Linked DNA regions of Mus musculus: region 1 is linked to region 2. Evidence: chromatin contacts called from public HiChIP or PLAC-seq data. All regions are on one chromosome and are shown on one strand. Each heading gives the region's core, a stretch centred on a gene start, on an enhancer-like site or on the middle of the called end of the contact. The rest is flanking DNA. Distances are from core to core; before and after follow the strand shown. Region 1 holds the start of Tmem214 (transmembrane protein 214). Region 2 holds the start of Adgrf3 (adhesion G protein-coupled receptor F3).

What was found. HiChIP or PLAC-seq counts read pairs in DNA pulled down with a chosen protein or histone mark.
Region 1: an H3K4me3 HiChIP or PLAC-seq map of bone marrow-derived macrophages shows a contact between it and region 2, with 7 times the contacts expected there. The contact joins the promoter of Tmem214 here to the promoter of Adgrf3 in region 2. A contact is called at or near these places in 2 of 39 promoter capture datasets (hippocampal neurons and pre-B cells), 4 of 484 Hi-C or Micro-C datasets (the G1E-ER4 cell line, cerebral cortex and cortical neurons) and 2 of 115 datasets of contacts at active chromatin or transcription factors (bone marrow-derived macrophages and forebrain).

What each region holds. Positions count from the first base shown.
Region 1 is chr5:30,866,898-30,871,315 of GRCm38.p6, reverse strand. It overlaps Tmem214 (transmembrane protein 214), which reads right to left and starts at 1,737. Exons shown (of 17, transcript NM_144525.4): 1 at 1,498-1,737; 2 at 528-727. The coding sequence starts at 1,648.
Region 2 is chr5:30,202,780-30,206,975 of GRCm38.p6, reverse strand. Adgrf3 (adhesion G protein-coupled receptor F3) reads left to right here and starts at 1,254. Exons shown (of 14, transcript NM_001014394.2): 1 at 1,254-1,360; 2 at 2,575-2,635; 3 at 3,349-3,489; 4 at 3,843-4,019. The coding sequence starts at 1,271.

The sequences.
Region 1 (4,418 bases), core at 488-2,987, 660 kb before region 2:
TGCCAGATCCAGATCCTAAGAAAGCCTGGGGCGGGACCCTTGAGAATGATGATCTCAGTGCCCCACATTGCGATGTAGGACCTGTTCATGTTCAAGGGCAAGAACAGAGGGCAAGACAGGAGACGAGAGACCACTGCTTCTGTGGAGCTGAGAATCTAAACCAGCTTTTCTTTTCTTTTCTTTTTTTGGTTTTTCGAGACAGGGTTTCTCTGTACAGCTCTGGCTGTCCTGGAACTCACTTTGTAGACCAGGCTGGCCTCCAACTCAGAAATCCGCCTGCCTCTGCCTCCCGAGTGCTGGGATTAAAGGCGTGCGGCAGCACGCCTGGCTCCAAACCAGCTTTTCTAATGTCTCCATCTTGTTCTTGGGATTTCCATCTTCCTGCTCACCTATGTTTCTGACAAATACCAACATTCTTTCTATTCTAAGTGCACGCATTCTTTCCTTCCACATCTCCATATTGTCTGGAACACCCCTGAGTGTCCCAAGTCCCCATTTTCTCAGTCCCCAAGCCTAGGCACACTTACCGCTTTCAGTGCGTCCTCCAGGCGTCGGAATGGGCCCTGTTTCTGGTTTTGGCTAGGAACAGCTGTCACCTTCTTTGGTTGCTTCTTGTTTATCGGTTTCTTAGACTCTGCAGCAGGGGGTGGAACTTGCTCTTTATTCTGCCGTTTCATGATTTTCTCAAAGCCACGCTCATAAAGAGTGCTTGTAGTCTGGATTGGTGCTGGAATGAAGACAGGTAGAAAACAGCAGGCCACCCTTAAGACCCCAGATCCCACTGTACAGTGGTCTCTTCTTTGTAGAGGCACCTAAGTCATTTAGAGGGAGATTCTGGCCCAAGCCCTCTCTTCCTTGGAAGCAGCTTAGAAAAACAGGAAAGAGCCCTCCGGGTGGCTGATTTCAACCACCACAGTCAGGTCCCAGGCCCTCCCAGTTCTTTATTAAACAATTAAAGTATATGGGAACTAGACCACACTTTTTCCAGCACGGCCTCCACCCCCAATTCTTCTTAGTTCTGAGATGACAACTCTATATACTCAACAAGTGGCAAAATTTTTCTCCCTCTCTGGAGATTGTGGGGACAGGTGACACTGAAATTAACTCCTGGTTGGAGAATATGTCGGGCTATTCATCCCAGTGCTGGCCTTCTCATCCACTCCTCTCACACCTGCTGGTTATATAAGAAGGGGCTCCATGTAGGATCCCAGATGCCTCTGCTCCGTGGCTCAGACACCTGGCCAGTGAGGGCCGGGGCAGCTGAGAGGGTTGTGTGCAAAGGCTTGGACAGATAGAGATCGGAATTCCAGTCTCCTCAGACTCGAAAATCGGCTTCTCTGGACCTCCGCTTCCGACCTATGCAGCGGAGATGACCACCTCTCCTCGTGCTGTCCCTGAGTCACCGTGGCCGGGCTCCCGAGGATCGGCTCCCGGCTCCCGCAGCTGTCCGCCGTGCCCCTGCCCCACAGGCCCAGGTGGGCGGCGGCGGATACTCACAGCTCAGGTCGTATTTCAACACTCCATTTGCCTCCCCGAGCGCCCGGCGGTCACTGCCACCGCCGCCGCCTCGCCCACCGCTGCTTGCTCCAGGTCGCCGGCCCCTCTTCACCACCTCCCAGCCACCGCTACCCGCTGATCTGGCCGCCATGACTTCAGCTCCACCACCTCCCGGCTTTCGGCCCCGGACAACCTCCGCGCGGTGCCACGTCTGCTGCCTCCGCCGCCGCAAGGCACCCTGGGATTCGTAGTCCGTTCGCGCCACGGCGCCGCGCCGAGCGCCTGGGGAGTGATGGCGGCGGCCAGGTTCCGCCCCTGGGGCGCAAAAATCCCTACCCTGCACCTGCGGGCGGGCTCGCCTCTGACCCGCATGGAAATGGGACTGTTCCCTTTTTTCTTATCTTTGCAATGCTCCTGAAGGATGGAATGAAAATAGTTCTCACCTCGGGAGAATTTGAGGAATAAATGTGTTCTTACTTCTTAGAAAGTAGTAGTCTGTTAGCAATTAAACTTCGTATTTGGCGGCCAACAAACTTAATTGCCGAGGAGTGGGACGATGCAGACTTGGGGGAGAAAAGTAGAGCGGCAGAAAGACTGAGAAAACTTAGTAGAGTAGCTCAATGGCAGGGCGAGAAAAGTCTGGGGCAGCCAGGCCATGATCCCTTTGGAGGCAGCCAGGAAAGGACAGGCTCTGGCTCATGCCATGTTCCAGATGTTCAGCCCTAGACTGAAAGAATCACACAGCAAGGTCCCGACCCTAGACGGCCTACAAAACTTGAATGATCCCAGCTAGGGAGCATGATGAATGATAAAACAGCAATGAAAATATCACATTTAAGGAAATATGTTGCTTAGTGTGCTTGTGTGGAACTCATGCTCCCGCACTGCTGTACACATTATCCCCCCCAAACCTCCTTGGTTACTTTTTTTTAGACAGGGTTTCTTTGTGTAGAGCTGGCTGTCCTGGTACTCTCCCTGTAACCAGGCTGGCCTTGAACTCAAGAGATCTGACTGCCTCTGCCTCCTGAGTGCTGGGATTAAAGACATAAACCATCACTGACAAGGAGTGGTCCACTTTTCTTACAGGGTAAATTATTCAGCTGAAGGATGCTTGAAGCCCTAGGAGAGGGAGGGAAGTGGTTTCTGAAACAGGTGGCAGTTGAGATGACTCCCAGGAAGGGAGAATTTTCATTGGTTGGGGATCATGGCTTGTGGAGAGACTGCTTCAATCGTATGGCTTTATTAATTTAGGCAAAGGTCTAGAGTGGTAGACTATATAACAAAACTGAAAGTAGTTCGACATGACTTCATACAATTGGAAAAGGATCATGACCGCCAAATCTGGAGTTTATTCTCTAGACTCTAGAAACTGGAGAGGGAAAAGGTGACATGACCCTTAAAAAACAGCACCCAGGCCTGTGTGAAGGATGGGTCACAGAGAAAGAAGGCAGGTGAGGGATGACCAACCCTTGCAGCCTTCTGGTGTCCTCCATCCCCTTTAGGCCCAGCCATAGCTGCCTGTCTTAGGGGTTCTGAGATGGAATGTATTTGGCAAGGAAGGTATCTGTGCTGATCAGCAGTCAGTTCCTTTTTCAGATGCTGTTTCCCTCTACTCAGACACCACATGGTCCTTTGTCCAATCCCTGCTGTCACAGGTATCATCACAGAAGAGGGCCTATGTTGGGAAGAGAAACAAAACTGGCTTCCCCACTATAGCTCCAGCTGATGGCCTCTTCTGTGCACATACCCACACACAAAGACTCACAGATACATAAATAAAATAATAAAAATTTTAAAAAAGTCTAAATCCTAACCAAAGTTTCTACCACCTTCACCAAGCCTTGCCACGCACGTGTGGTCTACTTCAGTGGTTCTCAACTTTCCTAATGCTGCAGCCCTTCAATACAGTTCTTATGTTGGAGTTACCCCCAACCATAAAATTACTTTCGTTGCTACTTCATAACTGTAATTTTGCTACTGTTATAAATTTTAATGTAAATTTCTGTATTTTCCAGTGGTCTTTGGTTACCCCTGTGAAAGGCTGAGAACCACTGGTCTAGACAATCCCAACAGGTTCACATCCACTTCAGCATTCTTGATCTTTGCTGGGTTTCCACGCCTTGGCTATTATGTCTCTTTGACAAACACACTTCAAGAGGGTGGAGTTGTGTGGATGACAAGGGAATGTATCTGACTCCTGTCTCTGTTGGGTTTGTGCTGTTTATATATGCCTGGTAAATGCTGAACCCCAAGATCTGGCTCCATCCTCACATACACTGGCCTTTGTTGTATAAACCAAACTCCCCAAATTAAAGAGGTCACCATTAGATAGGGTAAGGCAGGCCTAGAAGTGTACCTCGAGGACAGCTGATGAAGCAGAACCAGCCTGGATGAGACTCACACAGCAAGTACTATGGGAGTATAGCTAAGAACAGCCGGTCTAGCGTAGGAAAAGAGTTGAGGGTAATCGCCCAATAATTGGGCTAAATTAATAAGACTCTGGGTCAGTGATTGGGTGGATGGCCAGGTCACAATAACAAGTAGTTTTTAAATAGCCAACAACACCCTCCTTCCGGTTAAATCTTGCTCTAAAACAACCCACTTGGGGGCTGGAGTATAAACTGAGTGCTTGCTCTAGTTTTCACACATGCACACGTGTGTGTTACACACGTATGCAAAAATAATAGGAAAAGAAAAAGAGGAACCATGTAGACCCAGCTGTTCTCTGGGCCACAGGCATGTGTGCTGCAACAGCTGTTGTGATGTGTGGGAGCTCTGACAAGGAGTAGAGGGTTACCCTGCAGGCCAGCCTGAAAGAGTCTGCAACAAAACAGTCCTTGGCCAAGAAGCCCCTCCTTCCCCAGTCATCCCATGGCCACTTTCTGGGCTGCCCTCCTTACAGCCACAGCTCTAGACTTCAT
Region 2 (4,196 bases), core at 5-2,504:
ACACAGTGAGTTCTAGGACATTCAGGGCTACACAGAGAAACCTTGTCTTGTAAAACAAATCAAAACAAAAAATTACCCTGAAAGACCCTCGAGGGGAGACCCTCACTCAGACACTCAAGTCCCGGGACAGCCGCGTACCCAAGAAGACACTGAGACCATACATAAAATGTAGAAGGCAAGATTTAATAAGGCAGCAACATGAAAGCACACAGACCAGAGCTCTGGGGTCGAAATAAAGCAGCAACATGGAAGCACACAGAGCTCTGGGGTCGAAACTCATACACCTTAGCACAGGGTAGAGGAGTCTCGACGGTCAGCCAGAATTTTTCACAGGCTTATATAGTAAAACTCAAAGGGGGAGAACTGGGCAGGGAAAGTACAAGTTTACATCACTAGGGAGTTCTGCCAAGGGACAAGGGGTTCTGCCAAAGGATTCTACGTAACTAAGGAGTCATGTCCTATCAAGGAACCTACGTAACTAAGGAGTACCTGGTTCATTTTGAGGTTGTTCCAGGAGGCCTTTATCTCAAAAATGTTTTTGGAACAGTTTTTAGTTGGGAGGGTTCAAACTTTAGGGTGAGGAGTTTTGGGGTGAAAAGTTTAGGAGTGTTCTGGGAACAATCTCTAGATGGGAGGGGGTGGGCTCCGAGGTAAAAAATTCATGTTCTCACAAGAGGCCAGTAATTTTCTATTCTTCAACCCAGCCTGAGGTATTCTGACATACAAATACAGGGGACGGATTCAAGGTGTTTGATGGAACAAGAGCTGGCTTTCTTGTACCATGTGTGTTCCAGGGACCAGTTCAGGCTGTGGAGTTTGGCGGCAAGCTCCTTTACCCTCTGAGGCATCTTGCTGCCCCCTTTATAGTCTTTTCTAACCTTGGTTCAGTTTTGAAGGTCTAGCTTCCTGGAGGCATTCCAAAATGATCCAAGTTTCCTAGGCCCTGGGGACCATGCCTGAACCTGCCTCTGTGACCTGTTGTTTTTTGTGACGTGGTACCTGTGTCCCCTCCGCCTGCCCAGGAGAACCAAGGCACACTCCTCTCACAGAATCATGTGGGGGTCCAGGTGGCCCCAGTGACCTGGAAGCATATCTGCCCGAATCACAGGCTGTGACACTTGCTCTGTCAACTCACCTTGGCTCCCTCTGATCTTTCCTCCCTTCCTTCAGTAATAGCCCTGCCAGCTGGGGCGGGGGGTGGGGGGGGGTGGGGGGAGGAAATTTGCATCCTGGAACAGCCGGAGGGCTTTAGGGACTGCTGCGTTGAGCCATGTCCTCTCTAGCTCTCTCCCAGCTGCTCCTGGCCGTGACTCTTCCCCTGCTGGAGTTGGAGCCAACATTTGTCCCCACAGCCCAATCAGTAAGTACTGGGGTGAGTGAGGACCCTGGGGAGACCTGCAGAGGCCACAGTCAGAGCCACAGGTTGTGAGGAACCACAGGGTGTAGGATGAAAGGTGGAAGGAAGGGACCAGCTTGCCCCCAAGAAGGCAATCTTCCTGCCCAGGGTGAGGGGACACTTCCATAGCTTTACCTGAGTCCCCATGACACCCTACGACACCTGCTGCTCTTTTGGCTACCAACTTACAATGAAATGAGAAGAAAACCTTTGCAGATGTAGAAGCTTATTAGCATAGACGATGGGAAAGAGTCTGAGGAGAAGCGTGGAGCCTAGGCTTGCATTTTATTATCTATTTATCTACAGCTCCTAATCTACTGCAATCCCCAGATCTAAATATCCCTATCTGTAGCTTCCTCTGTGGCATGTCTTATCTATAGCCTATCCTTGCCTGCACCTGTTTGTTTGTTTGTGTTATATCCTCCTAGTTTTCATGTACTTCCTTGTTTTTATTTTCTGTGTGGATCTTCTGTGTTGCCCAGGCTGCTCTTGAACCCTTGCACTTAAGTAAGGGATACTCCTGCCCCATTATCTTAAGTAAGGGATACCCCTGCCCCATTATCTTAAGCACTGGGATTATTGTACAGGCTTGAACCACCATGTCTGGCTTCCTTCTGGTTTTATTATTTATATTTTGGGGTGATTGTTGTTAGTTAGTTTGTTTGTTTTTTAAATAAAGGTTCACTCTGTTGCCCAGGCTGTCCTTGTACTTGCTACAGTCTTCCTGCTTCAGTCTCCTGGGTGCTGAGATTGCAAGTGTGAGCTGCCATCTGGTTTTAGATGCATACACACATGGGATTTTGAGAGGAAAACATGGGTTAATTTGCAGGACCCTGACTCCTTGTTGGAGCTCTGGACCCAGCCATTTCAATTAGCCTAGAGGCCCAGGGACAGGTCAATTCAGGAAGGAGCTAAACAAAGCATGTTGACTTCCAGGGTGTGCCTGGTTCCTGGTTTCAGGTGAGGCTGCTGGCCCTGGCAGGGTCCCTGGAATTGTGCCCCTGTCCCCGTTTCTGAACATCCTTTTCTCCCTCCAGATACTTACATTTGACCTCTGGCCTAAAGAAGAACTTCTAAGAGACCAAGTCACACCAGAGTAGCCAGGCTGCCCCTGAGGGTACCCTGGCAGGAACTTGAGACCAGCCTCTCTCCTCAGAGTCTCCTCTATCTCTTTCCAGGAGCTCAGTCCATATGGAGGGAAATCTGGGCAGCAACTGAACCAGTACAGTGGAGAAGGGGGTGAGTGGAAGGACTGGGGGGCAGGGGTATCAAGAAAGGGGAAAGGAGCCGGGCTTGGTGGTGCACGCCTTTAATCCCAGCACTTGGGAGGCAGAAGCAGGCGGATTTCTGAGTTTGAGGCCAGCCTGGTCTATAAACTGAGCTCCAGGACAGCCAAGGCTATACAGAGAAACCCTGTCTCGAAAAAAACCAAAAAAAAAAAAAAAAACAAAACAAAAAAAAAAAACAACAAAGCCGGGCGTGGTGGTGCACGCCTTTAATCCCAGCACTCGGGAGGCAGAGGCAGGCGGATTTCTGAGTTTGAGGCCAGCCTGGTCTACAAAGTGAGCTCCAGGACAGCCAGGGCTATACAGAGAAACCCTGTCTCGAAAAAACAAAAAACAAAAAAAGGGGGTGGGGTGGGGAGGAAGAAACAGAAAGGGCCACAGTGAGGCTCTGGGGGTGGGGGTGGGGGTGGGGCTCTCCAGCTCTTTAGCTGTGAGGCCTAGAAAGACACATGCACTTTGCAATGACAACTTGGAACCATAGACCAGAGTGCTTCCCCAACGAGGATGGGAGTTGTTACCATCCTGCACCCTCTGTGTACCTAGGCAGGCTACAGGAGATGACATCTGCTTGTGTCCCCGGAAATGGCCACCTGAGTATGTTAAGGCCAAAGAGGACTAGCTTGGGGCCTCACTGCCTCTCCTCTGATGTCCCCTTTGCGTCTATAGAATCAGTGCTGGTCTCCAGCTATGTGCATCTGGAATTTTCAAGCACAGCCTGGCCACAGGAGCTCTCTAAAAACTTTACTCTTCCTACCGCCCTGGCAGTCCTTCCCCCGAAAACGCTTACTGGCCTTGGCCTTACAACAGGTAGTGGTTGCATGGGGCTCCCTGCAGATGGCACGCCGCTCCCCAATTCTCCAGCTAGACAGCTTGCCCAAGATGCAGTGGGCTCTCCTACTCCCTACTTCATTGCCCCTGGCCCATGACCTTCCTCATCCCCTTACCCAGCCACATCCTCCCTTCCTGTTCATGTCCCAATGTTCTGATAGGTAGTGAGGAACTTCACGAGGGTGTCCTTGCCAGGTACAGCCTGTTTTACTCAGTGCTGGCTGCAAAGGAAGTCCCCTTGGGTGGGCGGGTCTGACCTCCTGGGACTTCAAGATTAGTGCCATCCAGCCCTGAGACCTCATTTTCTCAGCCTGCCTACTTCTCTCGGTCAGAGTGTCGTGCTAACCACAGCGGAACCAGCCTCTGCACTTGCCACCCTGGCTACCAATGGAATGCCACACTTTGTTCCCTTTACCCACACTGCTGGGGCCGCAGGTCAGAAAGAGATTCCTGTATGTGTCGCAGCTTCCACGGTCCTGTTACTGGCTACTGCCAGTTGCTGCCACCTGGTAAGGAGGGTTAGAAACCAGCACACTAGTATCCCCAAGTGAAAAGAAACGCTTTCTGGATTGTTGGAGATGTTTGCTTAGTTTTTGCCTTTACTTTAGACCTGTGTTTCTGGCAGCTGATCCAAGCCCAGCTGCTCTTTTGGCTGAGGTTGTGGGTGGGGGTGGGGAGCCAACTAT